Linked DNA regions of Mus musculus: region 1 is linked to region 2. A link is a contact called in public Hi-C data. All regions are on one chromosome and are shown on one strand. The core of a region is the stretch at or near the end of the contact, and the rest is flanking DNA. Distances in the headings are between cores, read along the strand shown.

Region 1 (6,273 bases), core at 3,773-6,272, 570 kb before region 2:
TCGGATCACACCATGCTACACAGTCATTACATTCTCAGGTCAGCTGGAGGAGTGCTTGTCATCTCTACTGTTCTGTATTCTAGTCTCAGATTCTCAAGTCAGTCTCCTGCTGGGTGTGAAAGACCACAAACTCTAGAGGTGGAGTTATGAGGTCTGACTACTTAATAGCTTCTTGACTACAGTTATATTACTGAAGTGCTGTGACCATAAACTGGAGAGAGCATTTCTATCATAGAAAGCTGAGTTGAATACATGGAATATGTGAAGCACTTTGAAATGTACATGGACAAAAGAGAGAACTTAAGGAGTCACTACTGTCTATATTAGGGACTTTTCTTCCAACAATTTCCTAAAACTAGGACAGTGTGTAACAGAGACATTTTAATCTACCATACCAGTGATTTTCTGAGTGGATATGACAAAGTTTCTGACAGAAGTAACTTAAGGGAGGAGGGGTTTACGTTGGCTCACAGTTTAAAAAGTACAGTGCCTCTAAGTGGGGAAAGTGTGGCAATGAGGACACATAGGTTATACCAGTGGGAACTTGTGTTGAGGCCTGTTCACATCTTCATGGATTAGGAAGTAAAAAGCACAGAACTATAAAGAGGGCCATGGGGCAACCTGCAAATCTATCCCCTAGAGGCCTAGGGTGCAACCTGCAAATCTGTCCCCTAGAGGCCTAATCTAACAACGAGGTACAACACTAACAGATCCCCAAATCAGGGCCATCCACAAGTGGGGCAAGTGTTCAGACCCATGAGCCTGGGGGGAGGGGTGGTCAAATTCTAAGCTTTACAACCTTCATTTACCCTTCCAGTGGGATGGACTTTAATGGTCTAGAGAGTTGCAGGTTGGAAACATTCCCCTTCCATTTTCACAGGTGCTTTGCCTTGGTATGAAGTTCCTGTTAAGAAGCCAAGTCTCATTGCAACCTTTGAGTCCTTTGTGGGAATGTCAAACTTATTTTCTGAAGGCGTTGGAAAGTATCTTTGTGCATCATGTCTGTAAACTTCACAGTAAAGTGCTTTACAATAACCTTTCTGCCCTTCCTTGTTTGGGAATCTGGTAAACTTTGGGAATTTGCAACTCTAGGCTCTTCAGTTTCAGAGATTTTCTTTGAACTTTTTTTCTTGGTTGCAATCGATCTTTTTGGATCATTTGTAGATTGCTTTTTGGGTTTTTTGTTTTGTTCTTTGTTTTGTTGTTATTTTCTCCCTGGATGAATGCATTTTACTGTCATTTTCTTTGGGAAGCTAGGTCCTTAAGGATGCAGACTTTCCCTTGGGCCACATAAGTTTTTCATTGTTCTGGCATCCAAATTTATCTTACCGCTATTTCATCTCTCTGTCCCCAGACTTTTATCCTTATTTGGTAGAGATGCAGAGTAGTAGCTTGTGTGTGACAGTATTCCTGAGATTGGTGACATTCATCATATCACCTCTCCAACTCTTCTAGACCAAAGCAGAACTTTCAAAGTCTTGTCCACCCTTCTCTTTGGCCCACTCTCTATTATTGGGCCAATTCCTTGACTTTTTCACTTCCCTCGAAGTTACAGTCATTCATGGTTCCACAAACAAAGCCCATCCCTAGGTCAAGGGTCCATGTCTCTCTAGGGTTTATGCTACTTTTATTCTTGCTCATCCCTTGGTAAATCAGTTTGTTAAGAGGGAGATGCTTTATATCATAGAACAACATGCCTACCTTCTAGAACTTGATCTAGAAAGCTCTGCCTTCAGATTCTATACAGCTGAAGTTTTGGCCAAGTCTGGAACTTTCTTTGCTCTTGGAATCAAAGCTTGAGTTCAGGAAAAACTAGGCACAAAGACAGTGTTTGTAGAGGCTCTTTTAAAGACTCCTGAACATTTTCAAATTATACTGTGTGCCAGCCAGAGAGTGATTTTCTCTAATGTGCAGACAGTGCATACTAGACACTTCAGTTCAGGGGACCGGGGCCTTAAGACAAGACTCCCAGGTGCCTTGCTTACCTGTTCTACTCTTGGTAATTCTGCTGCTTCTTCTGAAGTTTCTGTATGCAAAGCTGATGGGGCTGTTGGCTGAACCCCAGGGTATAAACCGTGCACACTTTTACAAAGTCTAGCACACCCAGGGACTGCAGTTATGTTGCTGCTGCTCGAGAAGATCTGCAGCTGAGGCTCAGGCTTGCGTCCTTCCCCAGACTCTGGGGCACATGGACTGGAAAGGGAAGATTGCTGAGCTGAAAGCTCAGTACTGGAAACAAAACACTCAGCACTAGCTGTCTCTTGCTGCAGTCATTGGTGGGGTGTGGAGGGGGCAGAGGGCAGATGGCGGGTGCTTCAGGGAGTCAGAGTGACTATAGAGCCAGAGTTATTCTCTGGAAACACAGAAGATGGGAGAGGAGGAAGCTTCAGGGCTAGAACGTCAAGTTCCTTCTGGGAATGGGTGGGCCCATTCCATTGGTCTTTCTAAGGCCAAAGATTTGGCTCTTGGGAAGTTGAGGGATGAAAAAATGGAAGAAATGAGACAGGGAGCTCATCCCATGTAGACTTTTCTGCTCTGAATAGGAAGGGACTAATAGCTTAATCAAACAGGAACTAAAGAAGAAAGGGGCTTCAGGGGCAGGCAATCATAGCCATTAATCCTCCTTGTATTGGTCTCAAACTCCACTCCAACCTGAACCTGTTCATTTGCCCTAGGGCATTGCACCCCACCATAGGCCCCGCCTCTCCCAACATTCCATGTACCAGTGACAAACTTGCTCTCCTCTCAGCACTAGGAATCCATGAATCCATTTAGTGAGGTAAAGATGGCAAGCCCAGCTGAAAGGAATAATAAAATAGTCAGAAAGACGTGGCTGTTTGTACTGCTTTACACTTAGTAGCAAGAGTGACAATTGCAGGAAGTTTTCATTTTGTCATTAACTCAATATTGACAATTTGTGTGTTTATGAATCGCATCTTGAATTAGCAAGGTATTTTGTTAAGGGTATGTTGCGCTATGATGGAACAATTGAGTATTAATATTGTTGAGGATAGCATTATTAATTGAGAGGATTCTAAACATTGCTAACCATGAATCTATTCTCCTGGGCAATGCCCCACCCCAGGCCCGTTGCCTAAGGGAGCATCCAACCTCAGCAGAAGTCAGCATTGCCAGCTGTGTTCAGGGGGCTAAAAAGGAGGGGAACAGACTGCTTGCTAGTTTTTAGGATGCTCCCATATAACCTCTTACTTGGTAAGTTATTCCATGCTCACTGCTCTTTTAGGGAACCCTGAGCCACGAATTTTCTAGCTTTCTCACCTTGGATAGTCAGCTATATAATCTTCCACCTCACTGTAAAGAGAACATGACTCTTGGCTGTGTGGAACTGAGGAAGGCATAAAGAAATGTGATGTTTTATTTGTTTTTCTGAATCTAAATGAGTTTAAATCTCTGAAGATATGTTACCTCCAATACTGAATAGCTCCTATCTATGCACCCGCCTCTATTTCTGCCAGAATAACACTACACATCAACTTGGCTGCACTTAGGCTTCATCAGTACAGCCTTCCCTTTTGCTGTGAGGTTTCCTCACTCACTCCACATTTCCCTGTTCTTCTAGCTTATAAAATGCTCTTGTTAGATTTCATTTTCCTTTCAACTATTCTTCTATGCCACCTTGATGCTTTTTGGTGGTCTTTCCATGAAACAGAAGGGCTGCACCTTTTCTATTTGCCCTGCCTGACTAGAAACACGGATTCTAGCTTTATCTTTCCATTCTCTCCAGTTTAGAGAGCATACTTTCCCCCCAGCCTTCAGTGGTCACTCCCACAGTGATGGTCTCTGACTCCTCTAGCAATGATCTTATCATGGCTGCAAGTTTATGTTTCTTTTGTCGCCAGCAGAGCTTCCTGTAGGTGACCCAAGTTCACCTGGACCAACAGAATTCATCACGACACTTTCCCACTTCAAAGACTGAAAGAAATTCTATCACTCAGCTGCTTCATTACTGCTTATTTTATTTTATTTTTATTACTGGAGCCTGTTCATTCTGCTTCTGAGATTTCTAAGAAATTAACCCCTTTCTACTCTCCTTGGTCTGATTTGAATCTGGGTAATCAAAATGCCAGTCCCTCCCCTGAGCTTCCACACGATTCAAAACCCATTTATCATGCAGTGACTACTAGCTTCATCTTAAGAGTCTCTTAGTAAAGGTATTCTGGGAACAAAATGTCCCTGTTCTCCGCATCCTTCCCTGATTTCCCTTCCCAGCCCAGCAATAGCATCCACAGGTTTTCTGTGACACCCTCTGGATGGAGATTACTTGGTCCTACTTGCCTTTGGAATAGCTCTGATTACACTCTTAGGGGTGGGGATTTAAGAGGCAGCATTTCTGCAAGCATATGCAACAGTCTTCCAGCAGAAAATTTCCCCAGCTGATAGTAAAGGGTTGCTCTGTGCTGGAGTTTCGAGTTCACTATTTTCAGTGACACAAGGGGCATCTCAGGGGGTTGGCCACTGACTAGCAAAGGATTATAAAACCCATGCAGAGAGCATTCCTTTAAAGCAAGGTAAATCCAGCACCTATGTCCCGGGGATAAACAGACAGCATGACTCACCTTACAACGCCAAGTTAGAAACACTCATCTCTGAGTGGGATGAGAGTTTCTGTGAGAATAATCAAAACACATTTGGAAAACACCATTGCACAAACTTGGTGTCATGATGACTTTATAATTCTTTCTAGCTATAAACTATTTAACGTTCTTCAATAAAAGATCGGAAAGGACCAAAGAACATGTAATTTTCTTTGGAAAAAAAAATCCCTGGCTTAAACACAGTGAAAAGGTTTGTGTGGGTTCAAAAGGGGCGACATAGACACTATTTTTGCTATCATTGGCTTGCTTTCAACATTGGTGTCCAAAACAAATGAATCTGCATGGAAGTAGTTAGGGGCTGAGGCAAACTAAGCCAATTCTTTTAAAGATACTATTGCTGCGCTATCCTCCCCCATTTCAAATCTGTGCTGGAAGATAGAATCCACTTCAGCTCAATGAGTCACTTCAACATCCTTGCCAGGACAATTAAACTTCCAGTATAAAACATGACCCAAAGCCTGCCCTCCACCACACCATTCCACTTCAACCTCCCCCCACCCCACAGGGTCAGCGCTTGACATTCAAGAGCTTACAATTTCAACTGCTTAGCCAATGTAACCAACTTAATGCTTTTACAAATGATTTGCACCCTTCAGCACATTGGGTGATATAGAAAACGTGGTGTCAGTTCCTCCGCCTGTCTGAGCAACATTACACATTCCTCTTGTCCGTGGTGGAGGCAGTCTTTGCAGGATGAGGAAAGACAAGAAGCCAGCTCTCCATCTACTACTCTTTCTTCCTGAACTGACCCTCGAGGGAAGGACGAAGGGAGGAAGAATTTCAGTAACCACGGCCAAGAAAAAGATGTATAGCTCGGGCAGCCCTGTCACAGACGGTCGCATGAAGTCTTGGGGATTAAACTTCTTGAACTACCAGTTACTGAAGCAGTTAATACATCTTGCAAATTTGCGGTTGCCTTATTGCTAACAGCTGAGACGCCTTCCTTCCTCCGCTCGGTCACTATTGATGTCTTGCCATATTTTGAATATAATCCCCTCAACAGCATTACCTCATTTTTTTACTCCACTCTTGCAGATTAGCTCATCTAAGTTATGTTCTATGGTGTGGTGTATTGGTGGTGTGTGTTAACTGTGTCTTAATTTTTCATTCTTAAAAGCATCTCTGGTCATAAAAGTTGCTTCCTGAGTATCTATATCTCTCTATCTCTCTATCTCTCTGTCTCTCTATCTCTCTATCTACCTATCTATCCATCCATCCATCCATCCATCCATCCATCTATCTATCTATCTATCTATCTATCTATCTATCTATCTATCTATCTATCTTGACACCGCATGCTCCACCTGTGCATGAGGCATCTCACTCTTCCTTGATGTTTATAGCAGGGTGGCTAATGTGTAAAAAGAGGTGTTTTTGTATTGCTTTCCTTTTCAATTGTTTGTGAAGCTCACTCTCTTAGTAGGGATATTAATTTAGTGTAATTGTGATGGAGATTCCCATGGTTCTTCATTCAAAAGCAGCTTTTTATTTGTTGAAGATATTAGTTTTGTTTTTGTTGGTTTTTTTGTTTGTTTGTTTTGCATATACTTAAAAGAAATACACAGTCTACGCTTCCTGAGACTCAGAATTCAGTATTAAAGACGATCAAACTCAATCTAAATAAAATAACCCAAAGCATAGTGGAGCTCTATTATCC
Region 2 (6,426 bases), core at 3,532-6,031:
GTGTGTGTGTGTGTGTGTATGTGTGCTGTATTTGTGTTACATGTCATATGTATAATATATTCAAATCTATGTGGGTACACATGGAGAGGGCAGAGAAAAGCAGCTATTCTGTTCTTTTGACTGGAGGAAGATTGGCAGCTTGCAAGCCCAAGCAATATTCCTATCTCACCCTACAAGGCTTGGGTTAGAGACCACACTCAACCACACCCAGATTCTGCCTGGTTTCTGAGGAGTTAAACTTTAATGCTTGTACACCAAGTATGCTTACCCACTAAGCCATCTCCTCACTCCCCATACATTTTCCAAAGGAATTATGTTTGAGATAACAGAAGAAATTTTAGTTGTTAGCAGTGACTCTTGTAGGAAAGAAGGTGAGCTTGGGAAAGACATCTACTCTTTTCTTTCCATTTTTTTAGCGCCACGTCATCTGAAATGATGTGTTCAATTAATCCTGCTTTCAAGTTGAATTTTGCCTGGAAATAAATATGCCATGTGACTCTTAGGGCAAGCACCTTATAACAGGCCTGGGGAATATGGAATCAATTCTTAGATTTTACACGAGACCTCATGTTTGTGAAATCACATCATTCCTTTTATAATCTGTTTTTGTGTTAGGTTGTTCTGTTTTGTTTATTTGGGGTGGTGTGGGACCGTGAAAGGCAGCCCGTTTGGGTTGAGTGAGGCTTGCTCCGGAGATCCAGTAGAAAACTCTACAAGGGACAGAACAGTGAGCCACCTTCCAAGAGTCAGGTGCCTGACACCACAGAGCCCCCAACTCCATAATTCTGTGACTATCAGTCACACAGACAAAGCCCCAAGCTCCTGGCATTCTGGCTAAACTCCACCCTCAGAGTAACTTGACAATAGCCAGGTATGCTCCACCCCACAGCTACCCTGAGACTACAAGACAGTCCAGCCTACTATAAAGGGGGTTGCTTGGCCCCTCCTCTCTCCCTTAAGCTCTCACCTTTCTTACTCTCATCTCTAGCTCCCCTTTTCTCCTCTCTTTCCCCCTTCTCTCCATGTGGCCATGGCCGGCCCCTCCATTTCTTTTACCTTTTCTCTTTCTCTCTGCCTTTCTACAATAAAGCTCTAAAACCACAGACTGTCTCTGCTCATCAAGACCTGTTGTGCTTGAATGATGGGATAGGCTTTCCCCTAAAGAGCCATGTTTAACCTCCTGCCAGAAGCCCTCCCTGCGCTCCAGTCACGGACTAGACCAAAGACTCTCCGCCATGTGGGAACCACCCAGAATCCCCTCTCTCCCTGCCCTCTCCTCTCTTCAGCCCCCACTTTGTTCTCAGCTCTCCCGAGGTGTCCAGCGATATCTGAGATGCCCGAGACGGAGAGCCTGTTATCTCTGGCCTTCGTGAGGCCCAGAGACCTTGGACTGACCCTTGTCCAACCTCCGTGGGCTGGGGTCCATGGCTTCCCAAAGCTAGACACCCATCTGGGGCCACATGGAGAGCATGCGGCAGTTCTCTGCGTCTGCCTGCCCAGAGCAGCAGAACTCTGGTGGGACGCGGGTTTTCTCCCACTCTCTTTATTTCCCCACGCCCACTGCCCACAGGGTTGGATCCATGTAGCTCAGGCTAGCCTCAAAGTTGCTAAGCGGTAAGGCTGGTCTTGAGCCCCATGATCCTGTTGCCTCTACCTAAGTGCTTGGATTGTAAGGATATAGCTCCATGCTTGGTACACCACTCTTTCAAAATGTGTCTGCCATTGGATCTACTTGAGAACATGGCTTCATCATGTTTCCTCTTTCTTTAGCCACCAGTCATGCAAATCCACTGTCCTGGGTGGAATCACCTTAAGGAACGACATGGCTGTGCCACCCAGTCTGTCACCCTGGGAACTGTGCAACTTCGAGCAGCCAGAATTTTACTCTTACACAACTGTGAGGGAACATAAACTGTGGCCTCTTGCAAAACCTGCCTGTGACTTTTCTCACTTGATGGTAATCTCACTTTCTCTAAACACAGCACAAAGCCACAAAGTGCAAGCCAGCCAGCATGAGACTGATCCCAAATTGTTACCTGCTTTTACTTTGAACTGTTTGGTGTTGCATTCACAAATTTATCACTGAAGGTTTACCTAAAAGATGAGTTTCTTGAGGCTGGCAAGATGGTTTAACTGTTAAAGAGTACTTCCTACTCTTCCAGAGGATCCTCGTTCAGCTCTAAGTCAGGAGGTTCTATAACTCCAGCTCCAGAGGATCCAATAACCTCTTCTGGGCTCAGAGTCTACCTGCATTCATGTGCACATGCCCACACATATGCACATACTTAAAAACAAATACAATCTTCATTAAAAGATTTCGTCTTTCAATACAGGGTAGTATGAGATTGGTTGGGAGTAGAAAAGTTGGCTGAAAGGAGGAGTGAGACTGGTTACCTGAGTCTCCATCTACAAGATGTGTCAATGGTTTCCTTCTTCCCTACCTGGCCTCAATGGCAACTTAAAAAAAAAAAATCCTATCTATCCTTATAAAGCTCTCTACCATGAGAACTTGATATGGGTTCTAGGATTTTCTTGTTTGGTTGATTGGTTGGTTGCTTGTTTTGTTTTGTTTAGAATTCAGTAACTTTTTTTTCTAGATCTCTCTCTCTCTTGCTGTCTCTCTGTCTCTCTCTGTCTCTCTCTGTCTCTTTGTCTCTCTCTCTCTCTCTCTCTCTCTCTCTCTCTCTCTCTCTCTCTGTGTGTGTGTGTGTGTGTGTGTGTGTGTGTGTGTATACAAGACATAGGTGTGTGGGTAGGTACAGACTAAAGGTCAATGCTGGGTGTCTTCCATTATCATTCTTTGCATAAACTGCTGACATGCCTATTCCATGGTACTGTTAGAGGGAAGGTTTTTATTGTAGCTCTAAGAGGACAGCCTGGGGCATCTGGAAGAGTCTGGAGCAGAGAAGAAACAGAATGAGCGTGGCCAGCAGTTTTGACCTGGCCAGGGCTATCTGCAAGGGAGGGAAAGGCGGTATGGGGAAGAGAGGGAACAAGGCAAGAACAGTAGGCTTAAAGAAGGAGGAGCTTGCCTGAGGAAGGGAGCTGGAGGGAGTGGAGGGTGGAGGAGGAGATGAGAAGGGCTAAGAAGCTAGCATGCACTTGGAAACGTGTAGCAGGGACTTGGGGTCCTGAGGAGTCCTGGAGGCCAGCATGAGCTTTGATGTGCTAATAGGTACCACAAGTGACCATTTGCCCCTTCTGCCAGCGGTAAGAGAAATGACTCCTTTTGGTAGAGGAACTGGCTTCATGAGTTCCTGAGGAATGCTGCCTTTTATCTAGCTGCCAGAAATCCTCCGCTGTCCAGGTTGAGCTCATTTCTGGATCTTTTAGAGTTTGGGGAATTGGGGTTTCCTTTGGAACTGACTCTCTCTCTACCTTATATTTTGAGACAGAGTCTCTCACAAAGCCTGGAATACAACTAGATGGCCAGTGAGCTCCAGGGAGTCTTCTAGCTCCCCACCCCCACCGGCCAGCATGGGGAGTGCAGATGTGCACCACTGAGCCCCTCCTTCCTGTTGGTGCTGTGATCTAAACTCGGGTCCTCATGAAAGCACTTCACCAGGGGAGCCATCTCCCAGGTCTCCAGATGTTCCTCTGCAGGGAAGTGGTTTTTCACAAGTTAGCCTTCAGATGGTTTGGTCTTTCCTCACTAAACCCTTTCTCCAACGCTGGACAAAGGGAAACCATGCTAGAGAGTTCTGCTTATATAACTAATTTCATTTGACAACTACAACACATGCCAAATATTTAATATTTCACAACCCAGGATTTTTATGAAGTCCCTTTATGTTTCAACACAGTACGGCATTCAAAGACCATCTGATCCTTTATCCAGCCCCTTACATCCCAAGGGTGCAGTTAAAATTCTAGGGGGAAGAAGCAAACTGCTTCACAGAATAGCATCATATCCAGATCCTCCCGTTTATTCCTCCCCTCCCTCCTGTTTTCTCTGGGGTGGCCAAGTCAATACCCTAGGCAATTCATTTTTACCACCACTCCCAGGGGCTGGGAGAAAATCCCTCCTTTGATCTGAGAATGATTGTATTGAATCTTCTCAGTGCCAGCAGCGTTGTAACAAATGGCCATTATCTGAGATGAGAAAATGAAGGAGAAAATGCTCTGTGATCTATAAAATCCTAACTGCTGGTGATTGTTTTATTATCGTTAGTAATTTATTTGTTAGTATTGTTATTGCTGCTAATAAAGTGATCCCTCTGCTTCCGGGCTCTATGGTCTTCATGCTGGCTCATACAATGCCTCGGGAAGATTTTTAGATGCTTCAGGATAAACAGGGGAGGAGACCTTGTCTCCAGCGGCTCCGAGCCTCTGGAATGAGTTGCCAGATTACCAAGAGCCCACCGTGCCAAGCTGCTTCTAAGAGCAGCTTCCTTCTGCTGGAAGCGTGGGTACTGTGTTCACACATTCTCCCAGTGAAAGGAACTACCTGTGGGGATGAAGTCTCCAGCATTCCACCGTCAAGACCCATCTCTAGACCTAGAACAACATAAGGACTTGGCCACCTTGCCCCTTGATCCTCCATCTTCCTCTCTAAGCCCTTTCCCCCTTAAGTTCCCCAGTCAACTCTTTGTAATTCAGAATCACACAAAACACCCCCCACCACCACCACCAAGAAAAGGTTATGAGTCAAGTGAAACTCTGAGTAAGCAAATGTATCTGGCACTCAGAGCCATGGAAAGTCGCTTCTACCGCCAGAGGTGGTTAGCCGACTCTGCCCATAACTGTCCACAAGACAGCTCCACAGAGCAACCCTGATGGGTTCAGACGGGTGGAAAGGGAAGTACTTGAGAGGTTTTTCAATAAATAAGCCTGTGTAAGTCCTGGTGTGTAGGGATGCCAACTGCTTTCTCAATCGGAACCTTAAAAAGCAAAAAATAGAACTTTAAAAGAATAATTTATAATGATCAAAGATAAAATAAAATATTCTAGAAGAAATGTAATTTCAGGGTGAGCAGCTGGTTTTATGAGGGAGATAATGCCTGCCTTCTTTTTTCCAGGACTATAAATGCATTTTTATTTTATCTTTGCCCCAGCCCTAGTGTTGCTACAAAAACCAAATGTTATTCAGAAAATTATTCCATCTTCCTTCTAGGGGTTACTTGGCAGTATCCTTTTACAGACCCACCTTGTGCTATGTAGAAGCATGACTTGAGGATGCCCTGAACAACTGCTACGTATCAATAGCTCCAATCTTTTACTTTTCCAAACAAATGAAGACTCAGCCCTCTCTATCTGGGGACAATCTGAGTTGGGTCCATGTCTGCCATTGTGTGGCTCATGTTTCCTACCAACTATTAGCAGAAAGGGCAGATAGGGTCCTGGCTCTTTCAGTTGTAGGGAAAGGCTAATTTTTAAAATGTCAACTAGAATATAGAGCCTGATCTGGAAGCAGTCATTGTAAAGTCACAGGCTGTTCTGAAATGTGTCCAATAGAAACAATAAACCTGGCATGTGGCATTCTGCTCACGATAACTCCTTGGAGTATTTCTGCAAGTTACTATTCCAGAGCAGGGAGATGGAAGCCACACACAGAGGTCATCTTCCCCTGGTTACTCCCTTTGTCATGAAAGCTAACTCATGAAGATAGATATAGATATAGATGATATAGATGATATAGATGTAGATAGAGATGTAGATAGAGATAGAGATAGATATAGATATAGATATATGGTGAGCAAGAGACATGTGGTGTGTGTGTGTGTGTGTGTGTGTGTGTGTGTGTGTGTGTGTGTATGTGTGTGTAGGACAGAAGTCAACGTTTGGTACCTTCCTTGAATGCTCCCACCTTCTTTCATTGAACTGGCTACTCTGTGACAGGATCGACTGCCTGGCCAGGCTAGTAAGCTCCTGGATTCTACGTGTCTTCATCCTTACTACACCAAGGTTAAGATCTGCACTTGATCATCTCTAGCTCTCTGATGTAGGTGCTGGATATCTGAACTTGGGTCCTCCTGCACAGACAAGGAGTGTGTTAGACTAAGCCATCTCCTCAGTCCCTCATAAGGATATTTTTATATTGGGCTGTATTTTTAAAATTCCATTCAGAAATAGGTTTCCCAAGTCCTATGATAAACACTCACCTACTAAATTTAAAAGATCTACCCTTTGATAAGAAGAATCCACAGAGACCACAACGATGTTCACATAGATGACATAACTAACAACTAGGAATGGAGAAATAAAGAAGTAATAGTTTATCCTTAAATGGATGCCCAGTCACTCAGAAAATCTGCAAGTTAAAAAGGTCCTCTTGAAGAGAGAGTGAATGATGACTTCAGAAAAATCAAAATACATCAAGAGAGACATCTAAGAGAGGAATAATGGGTGGATGTTTTTTGAGTGATTTTTAGGTGCCAGACACTGATTTAATTGCTTTGTTTGTATGAATGTATTAGTCACAAGGTC

What was found. Hi-C and Micro-C count contacts between places; a contact is called where the count stands out from the background.
Region 1: a contact with region 2 is called in a Hi-C map of uterus, with 2.7 times the contacts expected there. The contact joins two enhancer-like sites.

Annotation. Positions count from the first base shown.
Region 1 is chr1:186,346,595-186,352,867 of GRCm38.p6, reverse strand. No RefSeq gene overlaps it. Among named protein-coding and RNA genes, the nearest start is that of Gm35341, 58 kb to the left of the region's middle. Within about 2 kb of position 5,022, at least 19 of the 459 cell types and tissues checked have an H3K27ac peak or open chromatin away from gene starts, as enhancers often do. A contact at or near this core is called in uterus, where this site is marked.
Region 2 is chr1:185,771,681-185,778,106 of GRCm38.p6, reverse strand. No RefSeq gene overlaps it. Among named protein-coding and RNA genes, the nearest start is that of Gm35023, 160 kb to the right of the region's middle. Within about 2 kb of position 4,781, at least 16 of the 459 cell types and tissues checked have an H3K27ac peak or open chromatin away from gene starts, as enhancers often do. A contact at or near this core is called in uterus, where this site is marked.